Regions from separate parts of the Sus scrofa genome. Here regions 1 and 2 are each linked to region 3. A link is a contact called in public Hi-C and promoter capture Hi-C data. All regions are on one chromosome and are shown on one strand. The core of a region is the stretch at or near the end of the contact, and the rest is flanking DNA. Distances in the headings are between cores, read along the strand shown.

Region 1 (3,621 bases), core at 168-2,667, 89 kb before region 3:
ACTGCTAAGGGGGCTTCTTTTGGGGGTGATGAATTATAGTGGTGACTGCTGTACAAGTCTATTAGTATACCAAAAATCATGGAACTGTACACTTCAAAAGGCTGAGCTTTTCAGTATGTGAATTATATCTCAATAAAGCTGTTACTTTAAAAATATATAATAAAAAGCTGGCACTAGTAAACCACGATGAAAATTTCTTTGGGAAAGGAAGTCATGAAAGTCACTGATTGGAAAAGTAAGCTGGTTACTTGTGACGTTAGGAAGGTCAAATTCCTATTTTCTTCTTCCATTCCTTCCAGCAACTATATGAACGTAAAACTACAGACAGTGTTTGGATCAAAGAACTCAGGCACAGCTGGCTGTTAACTAAAATAGTGAGTGTTTTCTTAGGATCTTTCACTCCTCAACTGTAGGGGGCTTCCATCCTCGGTGATTACGGAAGTAGTAGTTTTTATCAGCAACCTCAAGAAGGAATGTCAAATTGGATGACACTTGCCTAGACGCCCTAAAAAAAGCCTAAAAGACTGAAAGGGGTGACACCTACACACTCCTCAGTCTGCGCACGTGTTGGGCTGCCCCCACCCAACACCAACGAGCAGCGTGCACCATACACCCAGATCTCAACTTGTTCCCCATAAACTGACACACTGTCAAGCCCTTAGAGCTCATCTGCTTAAAAGGACAGATATAGCCCTCACCAGGTTCCCACTTGAGCCAAACCAGCCCCCGCCCTGCCCCACCCCACCCCCAAACCCACACACGTGTTAGCCCGACACCGCCCCACCGGGTCCCACGTGCACCTGGTCTAACACACTCCCCACGTGTGGGCGCCCCACGGGCTTCCTAGGCTGGCTGAGGTCACCGCGTGACCCCAGGTCTCCAGAGGCAGGAGGAGGAAAGGACGAGGCCCAGGTCCCCTGAGGTCCTAATCTTGTGGGGAGTGTCCATACCCATCCTCCTTACTAACCCCAACAAATCCAAGGGCCGGGGGCGACGGCCCCTTTAAGACGCGGCCCAGTCGTCGCCCGCAGAGAGGGGCGCAACGGGGCCTACACAACCCCCCCTCCGTTCGCCCGCCCACGTCTAGTCGCCTCACCTCGGGCCGCCGGGCCCCGCCGCCGCGGCGGCGGCGGAGGGGGGGCGGAGTGCGGGCGGGGTCCGGAGGGGGGGGTCGCCCCGCCGACGGTGGAGCCGCGGTTTGCTCTCTGAGGCCGTGGGACGGTGACTGCGTTGGGCGTGGACGCTCCTAGCTCGCTCCCTCGGCGGCTCCTGGGACCCCAAGATGGCGGCGGCGCTGAGGCGGCTGCGGGCGCTGGGCCGGCGGCGGCGGCGGCCACTTTCACTCACTGAGAGGAGCGGAGCAGGGACACGGGGAGCCATGGCGGGGGGGAGGAGAGGCGCCATAGCCAGGCCAGAACAATCGAACTGCTACTCAGCGGGCTTACCCCTGCCCCGCCCACGCTCCCTGCTCGTTGCCAGCCCGTGGCCGTCCGCAGTGCCGCTGCTGTCGACCTCGTGCAGCTCGCACCCCGCAGCTGCCGCCTGACGCCCCGCGCAGACCGGGGTTCGGGGGGGAGACCCTGATCCATGCCATCTGAGTGCAGATTGGTCGGGGCTGGGACTGGCGAAGATTGCCGAAAGGCGGCGAGGAGGAGGAGGAGGATGTCATCGCTAGAGTGAGCAAGCAGATCTCGCGGGAGCAAATGTCGCGAGACCTCTTCAGGCCTGCAACCGCCGAAGAAAGGTTACTTTTCCCGGAAGTAACGTCAATCGAAACATCCCGGGATCTTGGGAACGTTCAATCCGCAGACTGGATCTGGGAGGGTTCTTGTGATTAGTTTGTTAGGGGCTACTAAGCACTGCTGAGATCACTTGAGTGAAAGGATAGGCTTGGGCGTGGTATTTTATCCTGTTTTTGGCACCTTTGGGCGGAGTTGTACATTTTTCGGGAAAATGCCTGCTGTGTAGAACTACTCTTAGTTTGGACAGGATGCATAAATGAAGGCTTTAAGATTCAAGCACTTAGAAACACAGACCTGTCATCAGAAGTCTCTCCCTCTTCTCACACTCACTCAGTGAACCTCTGAAATTGATTTGTCTGTGCCAACTCCGTAGTTTGAGACTCCTGCAACCCACATTTACTTAAGTTAATATAGCTCAATGAGCAGCATGTATGTTGAGAAGTATCTAGTGTACAGCTTGAGTGCAAATAAGGATTAGAGGAATTTAGTGAAAGTTAAGGATTCTATTTCATTTCCCTCGGGTCTCATGTTTTAATTCATTTCAGTCTGGCCCTTAGCATTTAAGCAGAACAGAGTTTGGTTAAGGTCACTGAGAAGCCTTCTTGGGCCGAATTCACTGGACTTTAAAGAATTAATTTTGCTGGATTTCCCGTCCTGGCTCAGTAGTTAACGAATCCGACTGGGAACCATGAGGTTGCAGGTTCTATCACTGGCCTTGCTCAGTGGGTTAAAGATCCGGCATTGCTGTGAGCTGTGGTGTTGCATTGCTGTGAGCTGTGGTGTAGGTCGCAGACGCGGCTGGGATCCCGAGTTGCTGTGGCTCTTGCGCAGGCCAGTGGCTACAGCTCTAATTATATCCCTAGCCTGGGAACCTCCATATGCCGCAGGAGCGGCCCTAGAAAAGACCAAAAAAAAAGAATTAATTTTGCTTAAAGGGGAGTTCCCGTCATGGCGCAGCGGAAACTAATTCAACTAGCAACCCTGAGGTTGTGGGTTTGATCCCTGGCCTCCCTCAGTGCGTTAAGGATCTAGCGTCACCATGAGCTATGGTGTAGGTTGCAGAGGCGGCTCAGATCTGTGGCTGTGGCGCAGGCTGGCAGCTGTATCTCCGATTTGATTCCTTGCCTGGGAACCTCCATATGCCACAGATTCGGCCCTAAAAAATAACATACACCCTTTGTGAAGGAAAGAAGGAGACAAAGAAAACACAAATACCTGTTCATTTGGGGAAGGGAAAGATAAACCAGAAATTAAAGTGAATGATGTTTTACGTGGGGCAAGTGAGAAGAAAGAAAGAATGGGAAACAAAGTAGCAGGATTGTCAATATTTCAGTATTGGACTTTTTATTTATTTATTTATTTTGTCTTTTTGTCATTTCTAGGGCAGCTCCCAAGTGGCATATGGAGGTTCCCAGGCTAGGGGTCCAATCAGAGCTGTAGCTGCCAGCCTACGCCAGAGCCACTGCAACGGGGGATCTGAGCCGCCTCTGCAACCCAGACCACAGCTCATGGCAACTCGGGATCCTTAACCCACTGAGCAAGGCAAGGGATCGAACCCGCAACCTCATGGTTCCTAGTCAAATTTGTTAACCACTGCACCACGATGGGAACTCCACCAGTATAGGACTTTTAAAGTTGTATGTTTCACATACTCAAAAACAAACACCTAAAACCTATGAGGGTAATATTTGACTAACAACCCTCTGAGTAAAGCGTAGATCAAAATGAGAATAAATAGGGGAAAAGTCAGTACACTAGGAAGAGACCAAGTTGTAGAGTCCTTTAAAGTTCAAATGTGGATTGCCGTATTTGTTTTCTTTCACTTTGCTAACAAATTACTATAAACATATTGGCTTAGAACAACACAAACTTAGCATCT
Region 2 (3,882 bases), core at 1,325-3,824, 76 kb after region 3:
CCTAAAAATTAGACTGTAATAGAAATGAGAGCGAAGAAATGTCACATTCAAGAAAAGTTAACTTGTGGAGTTCCCGTCGTGTTGCAGCAGAACAAATCCAACTAGGAGCCATGAGGTTGCTGGTTCGATCCCTGGCCTCACTCAGTGGGTTAAGGATCCGGCTTGGATTTGGCGTTGCTGTGGCTGTGGTGTAGGCCAGCAGTTGCAGCTCCGATGTGACCCCTAGCCTGGGAACTTCATATGCCACAGATGCAGCCCTAAATAAATAAATAAATAAATGTATATAACTACACATGACCATATAAATTAACCACCATCAAATTGATTTCCAGTTGAAGTATGATAATAAACTTGATTAGGGCTTACTAAGCAATTTATTAATGGAACTCAAATCAGGATTTTTCTTTCAAAGATATAACAAAAAATTAATTTTAGGAGTTCCTGTTCTGACTCAGTGGTTTACAAACCCGACTATTATCCATGTGGATGCAGGTTCGATTCCTGCCCTCACTCAGTGGGTTAACGATCCCGCATTGCCATGAGCTGTGGTGTAGGTTACAGACACAGCTGGGATCCAGGTTGCTGGGATCTAGGCCAGCAGCTACAGCTCTGCTCGACCCCTAGCCTGGGTACTTCCATACGTCACAGGTGCAGCCCTAAAAATACAAAAAAAAAAAAAAAAGAATACAAGCCACATAAGTAATTTTATATTTTCTATCAGTCTTGCTTAAAAAATTTTCTGTCGGAGTTCCTGTCATGGCTCAGTGGTTAACGAATCTGACTAGGAACCATGAGGTTGAGGGTTTGATCCCTGGCCTTGCTCAGTGGGTTAAGGATCCGGCGTTGCCATGAGCTGTGGTGTAGGTTGCAGACACAGCTTGGATCCTGTGTTGCTGTGGCTCTGGCGTAGGCTAGTGGCTACAGCTTAGATTCGACCCCTAGCCTGGGAACCTCCATATGCCACGTGAGCAGCCCAAGAAATGGCAAAAAGACAAAAAAAAAAAAAAAAAAAATCTGTCAACAGGTGAAAGTTTTTTTTTTTGTTTTTTTTGTTTTGTCTTTTTAGGGCCACACCCACTGCATATGGAGGTTCCCAGGCTAGGGGTTGAATTGGAGCTGTAGCTGTCGGCCTATACCACAGCCACAGAAATGCGGGATCCGAGCCGTGTCTGCCACCTACACCACAGCTCATGGCAACACTGGATCCTTAACCCACTGAGCAAGGCCAAGGATCAAACCTGTGCCCTCATGGATCCTAGTTGGGTTGGTTAACCGCTTAACGATGGGAACTCCAAAATTATTTTTAATATATTTTATGCTACCTGTTATTCAAAAATATCATTTCAACATATAATCAATATTTTAAAATTCTTCAAAACTTTAATCACAGCATATTTCAATTCAGAATGGCCACATTTTTTTGTTTTGTTTTTTTAGGGCCATACCGGAGGCATATGAAGGGGAAGGTTCCCAGCAACATCATATCCGAGCCAAGTCTGAAACCTAGACCACAGCTCAAATCAACACTGGATTCTTAACGTACTGAGCGAGGTCAGGGATTGAACCCACAACCTCATGGTTCCTAGTCGGATTCGTTAACCACTGCGCCAGGATGGGAACTCCAGACATAACTTTCTTAAACTCACTTCCACAAGGCGCGAGGTAGATGTGGCCCTCAGACTTTAAAACCTACACACAAATACAGCTTTTCCATTTCATTGCTATATCAACCTCGTACAAGACTCAATCAGGTAAAAGGAGAATCCTTCAGATATGGATGGAAGAAACTTTTCTTCTAGCACAAGGTAGGAATAAACTGTTTTCTCCTCGTGCAAGTCGGTTCCATTCCCCCCTCGGTCTCATTAAATCTGGGAATGACTTAATGACCATCTGGAATTCTCAGTACGTACCTGCCTTTGAGCGAACCTTCAATGCCAACTAGGAAAGGAGCTTCCAAAACTACGTTATTTGTGACTCCTAGGAAAACAAACACGGGTCAGAATGACTACCTGTGAGGCAATGAAAGGGGAAACCTCTTCCTTCCAGAAAGACTCATCACAGCCACAAAAAAAAACTACGAAAAGTCGCCCCCACCCACCCCTGGCAAAGGAGTTCATTTCTTTCAAATTTTCAACTCGTTTTCTTCCCCGTGAGTTCTAAGCCCCCAATAAAAAGCCGCAACTCCCTCTCGACCCGCCTACGCCTTCCCCAGACACTGCTCCCACTCACTGGAGAAGGCCACGGCTCCAAGGGACCGCGACAAGTCCCATGCGAGGTGCACCGAGTCGGCGAGCACAGCGTAGCAATGCGCACACTGGAACACGGCGCACCTCTCGGGCTGCAGCCACCATGGCAGCCGCGGGGCCGCTGGGGGCTCCTCCGGCCCGAGCCCAGCGGGGCCAAGCGGCGAAGACCCCTTCACCACCTGCGTGTCCCACTCCATGGAAGTCGTAAGAGAAGTTTCGTCAGTCGCCTTCTTAGGGCCATCACAAAAGTCACGCCGCGACTGCCTTGGATAGCACGAGCGATGCCTCCGCGGCCGCGCCGCCATCTTCCCGCAGCCCCCGCCTCCGTTTCAAAGACGCGCCAGGCCCCGCCCCAAGCTCAGTTCCTGAGTCCTCATTGGACAACGTGTATCGGGGTTTCTGCCGCGCACTCGTTGCCTGGACACACTGTTTGGCGCCCAGGTGTTGGCGAGGGGTGGAGGAGAATGTGCGTCACTGGGAGGGGAAATAAGCCTTTCTATTGGTCAATACCGGGAGACCCTGCCTATGAGGCAGTTTTAACCAATGGAAGTGCATCATTCGTAATTTAAACTCTCTATAAAATTCGGTTTGGTTAACGCTTCGAGCCGCGCCAGAGTTTTCAACCGTGCTTTGGAGAGGGGGTTACTGATCTTCTTCGTGGTCGCCTGGATTGCAGTTCGCCATGATTGTGTCCTCCCTGGAGGAGCTGGACTCCTTCAAATACAGTGACCTGCAGAACTTGGCCAAGAATCTGGGCCTCCGGGCTAATCTCAGGGTATGGGGCCGGTGGCGGGTGGGGTAGTATGAGCGGCCTTTTCAAGACTCGATGGGGGCTGGGTGGGGGGAACCTGAAAGACTGAGGCGGCTGTCCTGGCCCTGGGGCGGTTGGTTTGGTTCACCCAAGGGTCCTAGTAACTTTGCAAAACCGAAAGGGAGCCGTAGTTTTCAGCTTATGTTGCGGCTGACTTTTTTGGAGGCTCACGAAGGCCCCGGCTCCAAAAGGGTTTGGCTTGGGTTTTTTTTTGAAGTACTCGATAGTAATTGTCAGGGCTTCAATTACAAAACGCAGGCTTAGAAAGCGAAAGGAATGCTGCTTCTAAATGCCGATTGTTAGGCAGTCGCAGAAATAATTGCCTAGGCTTCTGGAAAACTGCAAACAACGAACACTTTTTGTGTTATAACAGCGCCCCAAATCTATTTTCATGGGGAACCTGGAAGAAAGAACTTTTAGAGGACCCCTCTCATCACCTTGGAAAAGTTTTTATAACAGCTCTGATCTAGTAGGATAGTTCCTTCATTGGCCACTGCTGTGGTAGTGTTCTAGTCAAAGCCGGTAAAGTCTTTGACTCCGAGACTGCAAACCCCTTGGGGAAATGCAGGGTTTTAATTTGGGATTGAAGTTTTTTATATTCTAGAGGAGTTTTCCCACACAGTATTAATGTATACTCTGGAGATTTGTTCAGCAAGCTGTCGTATTTACACTGAATGAATGCCTAAATCAGTCCTCACAAGTGTTTCTAGGTGGTTTAAAGAAAATAATCTGTCTCTGCACCTGTTGGGGCTAAATGATAAAGGACTATCTTTGGAAATATTTCTGAGCTATTGTGTTTAATTGCTCCTCAATATTTTTATAAAC
Region 3 (3,736 bases), core at 754-3,253:
ATTGGTTTAAATTTAAAAGTGGCTTGCCTTTGCCACACTAGGAACAGTCAACCAGTGAATTTTCCATTTACTTTAGCTATAAAACATTGACCAAATAACTAAGGCCCAGTTCAACTAGGAAGAAGATGAGAATGGTTTAAATTTAAAAGTGGCTTGCTTTTGCCACACTAGGCATAGACAACAAGTGAATTTTGCAACTTATTTAACTATAAAACATTGACTAAATAAGGCCCAATTCAACTAGAAAGAAGATGAGAAGTTATCATTTTTAACCAGAAAAACACATTTTAAAATTTAAGGTCTAGCAAGTGCTTTCACAAAAATTATTTAATGCCTCAATAATTACCTAATTTACAGATGTAGGACTGACGCTTAAAGATGTAAGACACCTGCCCAAAGTCACAGAGCTAGAACTTGAAACTTGAACTAAAACCCCTACGAGATCCCTGGTGTTATGCATTCAGAGACAGCATAAAACAAGTCACCAGAGCACCTGGAAAGACCATTCTTCTTTGCTCACTAATCCAACAGGCAAAGGGGAATTTTTACAGAAATAACAGCGAACCTAAAACTGGAAATACCAGCCCTTCATAGAGATAATCATCTGTATTTTTAAAAACATAAGAAACAAGTTTGTGAAATGCTTGGACAATAAGGAAATTTAAGAAATGTTAAAGTAAATCAGAAAAACAACACAAAGCAAAGAAAGCCTTGAGGACAGCTGCAAAAGGTAAGATTCAAAATTTGGAAGAACAAGTAAGGTCAGGATCCAGAGACAGGCTTCAAGGCAGACTCAGAAAATGGACACATGTCGCTGACATCAAACTTTTTCTACCATACTCATACTCGCAGGATAAAAGGAAGCTCCTGTGGTCTAGACGAGCATATCCAAAATGCTACATTCTGTGTATGACGGCAGACATTATTAGGACAAAACAGAGTAAGTCAATCACGAAAACAAACTCAGTAAGACTATAAACTTGATCTCATGCCAATCTATCAAAGCCTTAGGTAAAGCTTAAAAACTAGTAATCTAAGTTGACTTGGGCAGCTCGCTAAAATAGCCTTCTAGTACTTAGGTACTAAGTGACAGAGGTCAAAATTTGGTTCTTCCATAATTCAAATCTGTTCTGTAATAAGCCCAACAATCGAGTGAAGGGGTGTAAAGGCACTGAAGCCACAGTTAAAGATCTGGTTCACCTGGCAGGGTGTACTAATTTAACAAGTGGCTTTAAGCGTTTTCAGGAAAACAAAAATATGCCATGAGAACAAAATGCAAAATCCCTCATCTTTAAGGCAAAATAAGAAACTTAAAAACAAACTGCGGGCCATACACTAGAAATTCTCTCCTCCACCGTTAGATTTTTTTTTCTCCGACGGAAGTTTAGGAAATCTGGTCCCTATTTCAGCCAAATGGTGAGTTCCTCGCGCTTCAGTCTTGAACTAACAAAAGAGGGACTGCTGTTAAGGAAGAACTCTCGGGAAGTTCCAAGCCCGCGGTGGCTGTTACCAAAGGACAGTCCAGAAAAAAACAAATTACAGAAAAGTACGCAGCGCAGGACACCGACGCAGCGGAGCGGACGCCAACCGGCCTGAACAGAAGGTCCCGGCTGTTTCCCAAGGAGCCAATCAGCGCGCGGCCCCGAAGCTGGCACCCGAGCGCCCCCCAGGCAGGAAAAATGAGATGCAACTCCCAGCATGCAGTTCCCAGGAGACACGCCCTGGCTTTCACCCAAGCGACGTTTTGTCTATTTTGATTGTTTCTCTCCGCGATCCATGCCAGTTGTAGGGTGGGGTTTCTAGAATTAGAGTTCTGTGATAAAGGGGTTGGCTACGCTGTATGTCACAGGTCTGCGTGTTGTAAAACGGTGGGTCAAGGCGTTGCCCTTTTAATTGCGGTCTCTAAGGCCAGAGTGGCATTGCCCATTTAAGGCCGGTGGCATCATGGTTCCGGGGGCGTGGTCCGTTTTGAGCTAGACCTGGCCTGGCGCTGGGCTGATTCATTCGGGGGCTGGAGCTAGGAACGTCGACGTCGGCTCCTGAGCCGGGCGCAGTCTCACTCCCAATTGGCTGGGCCTCTGGGCCGCCCTTCTCCGCGCGCCACCCCTGGGTTCCCTTCCCGGCCCTCAGTAGAAATACTGCCCTCTCCGTTTTTGACCCCGGTCCTTCCTCCCCTTCTTCCCTCTCTCCTGCAGCCGCTGTCGCTTCAGGCGCCCCTGCTCCCGGAGGAGCTCCCGGCTTAGTGATGGGGTCCCGGGCCTCCACGTTACTGCGGGACGAAGAGCTCGAGGAGATCAAGAAGGAGACTGGCTGTGAGTTCGGGTAGGGGGTGGCAACGCGGCCGGGCGCCGCCGGTTGGCCTCAGGAGGGAGGGTAACTGTAGCTGAAGTCTGAAGCTGGGGTGCCGGGAGGTTGTGGGGTTCCTGGGAAGTTTCCAGCGCTAGAGCTTCGGGGATGATGGAGAACCAGTTCTTACAGCTACAGCTACCCAGAGTGGGGCTCTGGCTCCTGTGGGGTTGTCCTGCTCAAAGTAATCCCGCTCTTTTCTCCTCTTGCACTTGAAAGTCTCCGAATTTTTTATCTTTCTGGAACAACCTCAAATTTCTGAAGGAATCCTGTAGAAAACATTCTGTCCGTTTCTGTGACGTTTCTGGGCAGGGTGTTACAGCTACTGACAACGGTGGGAAATCAAACAAATTATTGCCTCAGCTAGAAAAATAAATACAGAAAGTGAGATCGTATAGTAAGGCTTTGGAAGACATGACCTGCTGATGGGAGACCTTAAAGAGTCAGGGATCTGAGAGTGAGACTTCTTTCATTTTGAACTTGTGGAGAGAAAGTACGGATTCTGTGACTACCAGTTTTTTAAATTTACACTGAGGATGTTTGCTGTCCTGATTTCAGATATATTGATTTCTATTATGCTGGTTTACTTTATGCAGTCGCCATAGAAACTGGATGTGCTCCAAAAATCTCAGTGTGAATTTGTTTTAGGAACTGACTTTAATAATCCAGTCTCTTCCTCATTAACCAGAAAGGGGTAACATGGCTTTGGGATTTCAGAATCCCAGAAAACATCATATATTTGTGTAGCTGGCCCTCGATAATGCGTATGATATTTTCTCTTCTCACTAATCCATTATGACTCATGTATTTTACATGATTTGTGGAAGCATCTGGGTTCTGAGTTTTAGGATACCTGTCTTTGATAATGAGATGACAAGTAAGTCACCGAATGGTCCATTTGCAGATAATAGTGAGTGCTTGGGTAACTTCAGAATTACTCAGGCAGTGGTGGCCTGAGATAAATTAAATGCTGTTTAACTTTCTAGAATCTTCAAGTTGGAAGGGATGTTATTTATCTAGTCTCATCCCTTCTCAGATTGGTTTACTGCTTTCAGCATCTCCAAACTCATGGTCATTAAGTCTCTCCATAATGACTTTAAGGATGGTGAGCTCACCACCTTCCAATGTAGTTCTTTTTATTATATTTATTTTATTTTTTAGGGCCAAACCTGCGGCATATGGAAGTTCCCAGTCTAGAGGTCAAATTGGAGCTTCAACTGCTGGCCTATGCCACAGCCATAGCCACAAGGGATCTGAGCCACGTTTTCTACCTACACCACAGCTCACAGCAACACTGGATCCTTAACCCACCAAGTGAGGCCGGGGATCAAACTCATATCGTCTTGGATACTAGTCAGGCTCATTACTCCTGAGCCATAATGGGAACTCC

What was found. Promoter capture Hi-C pulls out the DNA fragments that hold promoters and counts their contacts. A called contact is a pair of places that touch in the nucleus more often than the background predicts.
Region 1: a contact with region 3 is called in a Hi-C map of skeletal muscle, with 4 times the contacts expected there. The contact joins the promoter of INO80 here to the promoter of EXD1 in region 3. A contact is called at or near these places in 2 of 5 promoter capture datasets (fetal liver and liver), 12 of 47 Hi-C or Micro-C datasets (alveolar macrophages, blood, brain and 6 more) and 2 of 2 datasets of contacts at active chromatin or transcription factors (alveolar macrophages and skeletal muscle).
Region 2: a contact with region 3 is called in a promoter capture Hi-C map of fetal liver, with 2.1 times the contacts expected there. The contact joins the promoter of OIP5 here to the promoter of EXD1 in region 3. A contact is called at or near these places in 2 of 5 promoter capture datasets (fetal liver and liver) and 5 of 47 Hi-C or Micro-C datasets (blood, embryonic fibroblasts and liver).

The regions. Positions count from the first base shown.
Region 1 is chr1:130,199,501-130,203,121 of Sscrofa11.1, reverse strand. It overlaps INO80 (DNA helicase INO80), which reads right to left and starts at 1,417. Exons shown (of 36, transcript XM_003121588.5): 1 at 1,097-1,417.
Region 2 is chr1:130,035,170-130,039,051 of Sscrofa11.1, reverse strand. It overlaps OIP5 (protein Mis18-beta), which reads right to left and starts at 2,574. Exons shown (of 5, transcript XM_003121583.5): 1 at 2,230-2,574; 2 at 1,911-1,977. The coding sequence starts at 2,551. NUSAP1 (nucleolar and spindle-associated protein 1) reads left to right here. Exons shown (of 12, transcript XM_021097458.1): 2 at 1,438-3,021. The coding sequence starts at 2,929.
Region 3 is chr1:130,110,728-130,114,463 of Sscrofa11.1, reverse strand. It overlaps EXD1 (piRNA biogenesis protein EXD1), which reads right to left and starts at 2,003. Exons shown (of 11, transcript XM_021097534.1): 1 at 1,335-2,003. CHP1 (calcineurin B homologous protein 1) reads left to right here and starts at 2,003. Exons shown (of 7, transcript XM_013993169.2): 1 at 2,003-2,312. The coding sequence starts at 2,246.